Regions from separate parts of the Sus scrofa genome. Here region 2 is linked to region 1. The links are chromatin contacts, called in public Hi-C maps. All regions are on one chromosome and are shown on one strand. Each heading gives the region's core, a stretch centred on a gene start, on an enhancer-like site or on the middle of the called end of the contact. The rest is flanking DNA. Distances are from core to core; before and after follow the strand shown.

What was found. Hi-C and Micro-C count contacts between places; a contact is called where the count stands out from the background.
Region 2: a contact with region 1 is called in a Hi-C map of embryonic fibroblasts, with 2.5 times the contacts expected there. The contact joins two enhancer-like sites. A contact is called at or near these places in 3 of 47 Hi-C or Micro-C datasets (alveolar macrophages, embryonic fibroblasts and fetal heart ventricle) and 1 of 2 datasets of contacts at active chromatin or transcription factors (skeletal muscle).

The regions. Positions count from the first base shown.
Region 1 is chr8:100,272,334-100,277,641 of Sscrofa11.1, forward strand. No RefSeq gene overlaps it. Among named protein-coding and RNA genes, the nearest start is that of ANKRD50, 490 kb to the left of the region's middle. Within about 2 kb of position 3,203, at least 4 of the 83 cell types and tissues checked have an H3K27ac peak or open chromatin away from gene starts, as enhancers often do. A contact at or near this core is called in embryonic fibroblasts, where this site is marked.
Region 2 is chr8:100,521,744-100,527,051 of Sscrofa11.1, forward strand. It overlaps a transcript of SPRY1 not described here. Among named protein-coding and RNA genes, the nearest start is that of SPRY1, 340 kb to the right of the region's middle. Within about 2 kb of position 2,683, at least 32 of the 83 cell types and tissues checked have an H3K27ac peak or open chromatin away from gene starts, as enhancers often do. A contact at or near this core is called in embryonic fibroblasts, where this site is marked.

The sequences.
Region 1 (5,308 bases), core at 1,953-4,452:
AGTGTTTTCTGTTACTCATCACGAGCCTGTTCTGACAATGAGGTTATGCTAGAAAGGTGACTCATGGTGGGCCCAGAGAAAGTTCCAATAAAGGGGCTAGCCAAACACATAATAAGAGAGTTAGAACTTTCAGTCCCTTCTTCCAACTTCTGGGGAATAAAGAGGAGCTGGAGATTAAATGTAATCACATGGTTAATAATTTAATCAAGCATACCCATGTAATGAAGCCTCAACAAAACTCTTGAACACAATGGTTCAGGGAGCTTTCAGGTTGATGAACATATTGATGTTTTGGGAGGGGCATGTACCAGGAGGAGAGAGAGCATGAAGATCCTTTACCTCCTCCTCTATGTCTCATTCCTGTGTAGCCAATCCTGAGTTTTATCCTTTATAATAAAACTGTTATCTTAAATATAGCACTTTTCTGAGTGCTATGAGTTTTCCTAGAAAATTATCAGATCTGAAGGCACAAATTATTGTAATTCCTAAATTTGTAGCAAGTCATAAAGGAGCGCAAGTAGCCGAAGGACCTAGGACTTTCAGCTGGTTTCTGAAGTGGGGGCAGCTTTGTGGTACTGAGCTCACTAACCTGTGTGGTCTGTGCTAACTCAGGTAGTTAGTGCCAGAACTGAACTGAATTGTAGGGCACCCAGTTTGTGTCAATTAGTATAAGAAGTGGTTTTAAATCCTTTTAATCAATAAAAACCACCGTAAATGTACCTTTGAAAACCAGCCAGTCAGTGATGTCCTTATATATGAAAGTTAGCTAACTTTTAGTGGACTCCCTCCAAGCTATGCGTCTAAGACTAATATCACACTCCCACCTCAGTAGCCAACACTAATCATGCTTCTTTAACATTGACATCAACGCATTCCCTATCCCCATATCCATCACAACCCAAAACAAATCTTCCCCATGAATCCGTATGTCATCAGCCATTTGTTCTGTCTGATGTGATTATACCTGACTACTATAGCTCTGTTAGTTAAATTAGGCATGAAGAAAGCTTTTCAGCTACAGATACTGAACAGTGTCTGATGTTTTGACAATTATGTAAACTCTTTAATGGATTATGAAAGAGGAAATACAGCTCAACTTATTCTAAGAGGTCAGTTATAATTTTTAAAATAGTCAGAAAATGATAATACAAGAGGTTTACAGACCTGTTTACCTAATAACTGTATATGAAGAAATCCTAAACAAGGATTGGCTCAGCAGTTAACTAACCTGACTAGTATCCATGAGGATGTGAGTTCGATCGCTGGCCTTGCTCAGTGGGTTAAGGACCTGGCATTGCCCTGAGCTGTGGTGTAGGTAGCAGATGCAGCTTGCATCCTGCATTGCTGTGGCTGTGGCATAGGCCAGCAACTTCAGCTCCAATTTGACCCCTAGCCTGCGAACCTCCATATGCCACAGGTGCAGCCCTAAAAAGACAAAAAAAAAAAAAAAAAATCCTAAGCAAAATATCAAGTTTCTTTATAGCAGCATAGAAAAATAAAAATTACGGATGAGTTCAGTTTATCCCAGGTGTGTAAAGAGAGCTCCATATTAACATTAACAGATTATTTTAACAGATTAACATTAACAGATTATTTTTTGTATATCAATAAATACAAAAAATTGACAATAATGTAAAAACTTGCCTAAAATTAAAATAAATCTTTGTAAATTAGAAATAGGAGGCAACTTCTTCAACTTGATAAAAATCATTTATTAAAAACCTATTGCTTATGAAATTTAAAACTAGGAAGTGGAACAACTCTACCATAGGTAATATTCATCAATAGGTTAAGAAATAATTGAAGTAAATAACTTTTGAAAGTATATCATTAGAGATGCATTTCTAATAATGTTTTATTTGTTTAATATGATATATCAAATACTACAATATATTATTTTTGTTTGACTTCATGTTATTTTGTTTATAATAATAAGCCTAATGATAACTCCAATCACTTAAGTAAACCCAAACACTATTCACTCTTTTCTTTGCTCGGAGGAACAACCACTCTTTTGTTGCAATTACCTCTGCTGTGGCTTGGAAAATGATCCCAGGCAGAAAGCCAACATGAACTTGGAGGTCACTTTATATGTTCCCTTTCTTTTAAGGATCACAGTCCTGAGCTGTTTGGAGTCCAGTGCTTAAAAACAGTTGCTTCATATATTTTGCCAAGATTTATAGTTATTTGCTCAAAAGTAAGCTGATACATGTTACTCCCTATGACCACAAACAGAAATTAGCAATAATGTTTTTACATGTAACTCTTTATAAAACTCTAAAAATTATCATTTTCAAAATTTTAATTTATAATAAAAATCTTCACATACAAACCTAAAACGTACAAGTGTTTGAGTGAGTTATAGAGACTAAGATGAGTAACTAAGATTTATTTGTACATCTTTGTTTGTGATATAGATAAACTCAATAGACTCTGGGATATGACATCCTGAAAATTGGAAGAGAGGTCCCATAGTAGAAATTAAGATTTTGGAGCTATTGGTATAAAGGCTCATTTTAAATTTCTCAAAGTAGATTATATAATCTAATTAGAGACAGTCTATTATAGCATAAGAAAAGTACCTAGAAGCGAGTCCTGAGGAACTCCAGGGTTTAACTCTTATTCAAGGAGGAAGTACTGGAGAAAAAGACAAGGAATAAGGAAGAAAAAAGGAGAAAAAAATGGAAAATGCAGTTTATAGAAGCCAAAGAAAAATTGTATAAGAAAGATGAGTAGTCCACTATCTTAAGTATAATGAGATCAAGAAAGACAGACCAGGCGTTCCCATCTTGGCCCAGAGGTTAGCGAACCCAACTAGCATCCACAAGGACGTGGGTTCGATCCCTGACCTTGCTCAGTGGGTTAAGGAACCAGTGTTGCCATGAGCTGTAGTGTAGGTCGCAGACATGGCTCGGATCCCACGTTGCTGTGGCTCTGGTGTAGGCCAGCAGCTGCAGCTCTGATTGGACCCCTAGCCTGGGAACCTCCATAAGCCACAGGTGTGTCCCTAAAATACAAAAAGACCAAAAAAAAAAAAAAAGTAATAAGACCAAAAGGAGGCCACTTGAACTAGCAGTGCACAATAGCCTTGAGTATATTTAAATTGAGATGCTAAGTTTTCAGAGAGGAATGTAGAGATTCAGAAAGGATAGCACCACATGCAAGATTGCTTAATGGCACAACAGGATGTGGTCCACAAACCACATGACAAGATTGGCCTTAGATAGAGTTTTGGCAGCATTGCTTCTAGAGAGATTAAAAACAGCTTTCCTTAACCCTCTCTCATCCACTTAAGTGGCTAGATATAATCAAGAGCACTCTTAGCATCAAGTACATATTTATTTATTTATTTTTGAAAATCTTTATTGAAGTATAGTGGACTTACAACATTATGTTAGTTTCAGGTATACAGCAAAGTGGATCAGTTATACATATACATATATCCATTCTATCTCAGATTTTTTTACCTATATAGGTTATTATAGAATACTGAATAAATTTCACTGTGCTGTATAGTTTGTCCTTGTTAGCTGTCTATTTTATATTTAACATCAAGTACGTATTTTTTAAAAAGGGGAAACTAATCTATTTTTGAGTCAAAAAAGATGTTGTACTGCTACCCATGCTTCTTATTTTCCTACCCAGGTTCCAGTGCAGGATGTGTTTATAGTCCAGGATTTTTTCCTTGGTTGTCTTGACTTCTCACTGTTTTTATTTGCCAAGCTTCTGTTCAGAGAAATTCTCAAGGGTCAAGTTGGAGTGGAGGACGTTGTTCAAATAAGAAAGTGCCAACTATAGCAGTCTCATCCCATTACAATTCTTATGTAAAGTTTTATCCTCCTTTTATCCTGCCAGCTCCTTCATTTTAGAGAAAGTTAAGCTTTCCAATAGCTCCATCTCTACCAAGACTGTTGTATCAGAAGCAGAGAGCTCATTTCTCAGTAGTTTATTTCCAATTCAGGGAAGCAGAGAAAATAGTCATTATTGAATCAACAGATTTATACTGCTTAAGGAGACAAAATTTAATAAATAGCAGGAATAAAACCATTGAACTAGATATCTTTAGGATTCATTTACTGATTTAAATCAAACATGGACTTCTGTGTTCTCATAAGAAATATTCATGAATGATATTTTATGCAAAATGCATTTATCCGTCATACATTTGGTGATGTAAAGTTTAAGTGTATCCAATTTTATGGCTACTCTCTTCTTTATGAAGTAGAAGGAAAGATAATTTGCTAAGACCTAAGAAAGTTGAGACATAATGCTGAGCTGAGGGGACTGGGATGAGGTTAAAAGATACTCCCCCCAATTAAGAAAGACATAACTAGAAAAATATTGAGGAACTACTTGACATTGTTGATCATTAAGTCATATTGATACTAATCTACTGTCTGTTTTACCTCCCACCTTATCCACAGTGCTCAGTGGGCTGTTTTAGGAAGACAGAAAGCAGATACTTGGAATCATGAAAACTAGGATTTTTTTTTCAGGTTCAGTTAATGAAAGAATATAAAGGAAATGTGGTTCAAGGTATTAACTAGAAATTGATAAAGACAAGAGAGGGCTTCTACACTTGAGGCAAGTTGAGTGGAAAAAAAAAAGGTAAGATGACAGGCAGGCAAGATTGCTAGGCAAGATGGAAGAATATTCAAGAGACTGTATACAGAGTGGATGTCAAGAACTGTGAAACATTTGAGATTTAACCCTAAAGTATCATAATTTTATGAATGTACATAGAAGACACAGACTCTTAGTTTCAAGATGAATGATGATTGATTACTCACAGGAAAAAAAAATTAGCCAGAATACATACTGTCAATTTTGTACCATTTCTCCAGGCTCCAGTTTCTATGGGGCATCACAAAGGGTCTGATGATACCTGCACATGCAGTGTATTGATAACAGGAGAGGGAAGTTGAGTTTAGGGAATTCGTATTTTTTATAACGGTCAGTGAGCATGCTCACCCTTTGCTCTGATAGAAGATATTATGTTTATTATACTGAGATCCTTGCTCTGGAGGCAGACACTATCTTTCAAGATTATAAGCAAACATGCTCCTTTTTCTAGAGGGAGACTCTTTCTGTCTTTGAAGCAATTTTCTTACCCAGAAAATTCTTTTTAAAGGTAGTTCAGATCAAAGGGCAATCAGTACGTCAGTTTCAACATGTAAAGAAACGTGAGACAACCATGGAGACTTTCTTTTGACAGGCATCTGATTTGTGGATTTTATGAGGGAAATAATTTCAGGTGATGACAATTTCCTGGCTATGGTTTTCCAGAGCTTATGGCTGAGAAGTAAAT
Region 2 (5,308 bases), core at 1,433-3,932, 250 kb after region 1:
CTGGGAGTTTGGTGTTAATAGATGCAAACTATCTCATTTGGAGTGGATAAGCAATGACATCCTGCTGTATAGCACAGGGAACTATATCTAGTCACTTGTGATGGAACATGATGGAGATAATGTAAGAAAAAGAATATTATGTGTATGTGTGTGTGTGTGTGTGTATGTATGTATGACTGGGTCACTTTGCTGTAGAGTAGAAATTTTCAGAACACTGTAAATCAACAATAATGGAAAAAATAAAAATAAAAAAGAAAATAAACAGGTAGATAAACTATAAAAAAACAAAGACTTTAAACCCAATATGCTCTGATGTTTCTACAAAATATTAAATTTTATGGCTACAAATCAAATACATCTGAAGCCTCTTGGTAACTATGCAAACCTAACCAGTATTTTGAGGATTTTTTTAAAGCCTGGTATCTGAGTCTGAAACAGATGCTAACAGTAATAAGAATAATAGCTACTATACATTTAACAGATATTTGTGAGGGCCTACCTGGTACCGTCTACTGTTCCAGAAAATGAGAATATAGCAGAGAACAAAACATACCTGTTTTGACAGAGCTTATGGTCTGTGTCAGGGAGACGACATTTAATAAACATAATCCAGTATGTCTGATTGCGATGAGGACCCTGGAGAAAAATAACACAAAGACCAATGAGGGAAATGCCAAAAGGCATTTCAGAGCAAATTGTTGAATACTTTTTACAGGGCACACATTTTACACGTATCCTCTCATCACATCTTAACTACAATACTACGAGGTAATAGTTATTATTTCTCTATACACTATTGCACAGATCAGGGGAAAATGGGCATAGGGACATCAATTAAATTTCCCAAGAGAGAGTAAGTAATAAAAGTCCAGAACCCGTGTCCTAACCATTAGGTAGAACTGTCTTCTGCCAGACATCACAGTACAAGTGTTTAAAATTGTCATAAACCAAAATAAGCACACATATTCTATGCATTTAGAACTCTTTTTTCCACTATGTTTAACACATAAAAACTATTGAAAGAGTGTCAAAATTTTTAGAAGATTCCATCCTGACACGTGATTTTGGCTTAAATTAGTGTATCTTGGTATAAGTTTTGAATGCAGTGTGTAATAACCATAATTAAAAGATCAAAATTGAAAAAAAAAATCATTACCAAGGCTTCATAGCCTAGTCCTAAACCTTCAACATGCTAGGTTAGTGAAGTTTTCTAAATGAATAGACCTAGAATACCAAAATTATCTTTGTACATAAAGCCTGTTGAAGAAGATACAAGGATTCATGTTTCAATAAAACATAACATCAGTGTTATGACAGAATCAGATTTCACATAAAGCAGAGATACACAGAACTATGGTTAAGTGCAAGTGTTCTATATTCAAACAGACCTGGCTTCAAGCTTGCTGTCTGACTAGCTCTATCTTCTTAGGCAAGCCTACTAAATTCCTTGAACCCTAGTTTCCTTATCTGTAGAAGAGGAATAATAATAATAATAATATCAACATTCTATGTTTTGTGAGAATTTAAAGAGTTCATGTATTTTAAAGACTCAGCCCAGTTCTGGCCAATAGGAAATTTGCAATAAATGTTACCCACTGTGATTATCATGAATAAATGTACCAACTTGGGTAAAGGGGATTTGCATACCCAGAGAAGTTAGTATGATACCTAACAGGATACTTAATGTTCTTTTTCAGAGAACCCACTCTGCACTGAATGCTGAAGGAACTCCCCACTCTCCTTTCCCTAATTGCTGCCTCAGGAACATGCTTAGACTCTAACAGTTAACAGCAGTATTTCCAAACAGAAAAGGGCAATGACATAACTTTGACCTGTTTCCGTACATCTATTTACATAACTCAACTAATGAGTATCTTACAAGAAGAAAGAATGACTCCAGTGGTCTGTAAAAATAGCCATGGAGACTCAGTCCCCTTTGTTAACTCACAATAGCCACTGATGATCTGATCATTTCCTCTAATCTGCATTTGGATGACTTGAAGTCACTTCCCAGGAAGTAAACTCATGACATTCATTCCTTCATTCCCAATTTATACAGATTTCATCCCGTCATATCAACAGCCCATATAGCCAAAGAAAGGGCTTTCTAACACATTGTTTCATTGGTGTTTATGTGTTTCTACCCTAAACAGACAGATGCAGATTAAGCAATGCGTGTCAATCCCATTATGAGGCTGTGAAATGGGCAGAAGTTTTGCTACATACACATGCAATAACACACATTGTGAACATCCTGTTTACTTGGCTCGTCCTCAGATGATTTGGCTGTGGTGTATCAGTGCATTACTGACAGCTGGGAATTTCTCCAGTGGAACATGCCTTTCCTATGACAAACATCCAAATAGCAGTGGGAACACGTGTCTGCCCACCGTGTCCATACAAAACAGCACAGTTCCTCCAAATGCAGAGCATGTTGGGTGCTCGGGTTTTGTTGGAAAACCTCTGAGGGGCCCCCAGTGACCTTTAGAGGCTGCATGAGATAATACATTCTTGGACCCCTATTTCCGGACGGCTTTGGGCAAGGTCAGGATGGCAAATATCCCACTTCCACAATATCAGATGTTACGGTAATTCCTTTTAGCTAATGTGTAAGAGCAAAGGAATGCCTTCAAACCTCATCTAGGCCCTGTGGAATCTGTTGAAAATGCATGACAGCTGTGGGCTTTGGCGAGGCTGTCTGTGAATGTATGAGATTTGGAAACAATTCAAAGCTAGAAATAACTGTACAACTCATAACCCTGCACCACGGCTTGCTCTCTCCCTCTCTCTCTCTCTTCCCATCACTCATTTCACACACGCTGTAGCTGGGTCACCATCTCATCCTCATGACTTTCATGCATTCTTCATGGCCGGGAACTGTGGGTAACATCCTCCCCGAATAAACACAGATGTGAAAAGAAGAAAGAAACAGGGGCGGGGGTCAGAGCAACAGAATGATTTTAATAAGGCACAAGAACAGGAAATTGAGAAAGAGCCTTTTTTTTTTTAATATCCAATTGGGAGTTGCGAAGCAGCAGCAAACTCACTTGTTTAAAAGCCCATCTGCAGTTAGAATCATCATCGAGCTTTCCAGTGATTTATAGAGGCTCTCATTTTCTTAAACCTGCGTTATTTTTAAAGGCTGTGACTATTTACACTGAGCTTTGGGGACTTTTACATGCATTTTCTGCCCCTCACCGTTCACTCTCACAACGAGAGTTTGCACTTCATGCTGTTGAGAAGCGTAGGATGATGGGGAAAGGACATAGGAGAAACGGGGTCCACTTCAAAACATTTCTAAAATCAAATGATGATTATCCAAATACCTCACTGATTCTGACGTCAAAATTCCTACTCTTATCATTTTGACTTAAATGTCATCCCACGATTTAAAAACATTCTGCAACCTGACTTATAAACAATGCATCCTAGGAAACACCGGCTCCTCTCCCATGACTTCTGCTGCTGCTAAGGACAGTTCAGTTGGCCTCCACACCCATGGGCAGATTGGTTCCAGGACCTCTGCAGATGCCCAAGTCCCTTACATAAAATGCTGTAGCAGTGGGCTCCATCTCCACAGATTCTGGTTGGCCGACTACAGATGTGGAAATCACGGTTCCGGAGGGCTGAGTGTATGTTTAAAATATGACCTCTTGGCACAATCAGGTTATTCTCATACAGTTTTTCCTTTCTAGCTAACCCTGGCTTTGACACACATGGTGGCTGTGTGTCAGTCATTAATAACACAAACTCTTAAACAGCCCAAAACAAACTGCACATTATCATTATCCATAGTTTGGCCAAGGTAACCCCCCCCAAGATGGAGGCTTTAAAAGTAAGGAATTAGTTCTCCAGTTAATAATATCTCATCAATATCCTAAAATGAAACAAAACCACGCATAACATATTTAAAAATAACTTAGGGCACGGAAAATAAGGTAAAGGGGGAAAAACAATTCCTACTGAGGGCATGAAAAACAATGTAAAGGGGAGAAAACAATTCCTACTGAGAATGGGCTGGATGCTGTCAAGCACCTCATCAGCCAGCTGGATCTATTTAAGTGTTCAGAAGTGGAGAAAAAAATTACTGGGGCTATCCATGCACAAAAACTAACACCTAACTTGAAGAATAGATTCCCAAAGAAACTCACTGGGGGACACAGATGCTTGCTTGGGGGCATTTACTCTTATATTAAGATCAATTCTAACAAGCTGGGTTATTTGGATTCCCAGGCCACAATGGATTAGAAACAGCACATTAAAGAAAGACAGTGCTCTGGTGGAGGAAAATGCACTGGCAGCTACCAGGAGCACAGCTGGCCAGGGAAAAGAACACCAAGATTCCCTATTGTGGCTTAATGGTAACAAATCCGACTATGATACAGGTTCGATCCCTGGCCTCGCTCAGTGGGTTAAGGATCCTGTGTTGCCAAGAGCTGAGGTATAGGTCACAGATGTGGCTTGGATCTGGCTTTGCTGTGGCTACAGCGTAGGCCAGCAGCTGCAGTTCTGATTCGACTCGTAGCCTGGGAACTTCCATATGCCTTGGGCGTTGCCCTTGAAAATAACTTCAGGAGTTTTCTACCAGAAAAGAAAACCAGAGACAGATTCTGCTTCTATCCTTTAATACCTAAGAATGGAAAATTGGGAAGATATTACTCTATACACACACATATACGCACTCACACACATACACTAACACATGCAACACTCCACACCAGTGACAGGAAGGGCTAAAAGGAGGAGTGTGCCTTCCATGTCAGTTTCACAGAGGGAAATTCATACAGTGATTTAGGCAAGTGAGTGACTAGGCAAGACTGAGGAGAGAGGGACATTTCTTGTGTAGAGCACTTATGGACAGTCAGCAAAAGGTAGAAATGCTTAGGGATTAGTTGTCTGAATGGAAAGAGAGCACTTGTCATCCTGACTCTCTTGTCTAGATGTCACATAACCTCTTCATAGCACTGAAATCCCCATGCCTCTTCATGACCATCAGGCAATACACGAGCCTAGCTCTCATCATGTATCTATGACTCTACCTGCTTGTAAACTCCTGCTGGAAATCCCCCAGTGGACACCAGCACCACACCCCCTTCTCCTAACTACCCTTTGCATTCGTTTCCTAGGGCTGCCATAACAAATGACCACTAACTGGATGGCTTAATACAACAGAAATCTCTCCTCACATGATTCTAGAGGCTGAAGGTCACAAATCAGGTGTCAGCAGGGTCCTGGATTCTGAAGACCCTAGAGGAGGAGCTTGCCTCCCCTCTTTCAGTCTCCCGTGAGTACAGGTGTTCCTTGATTG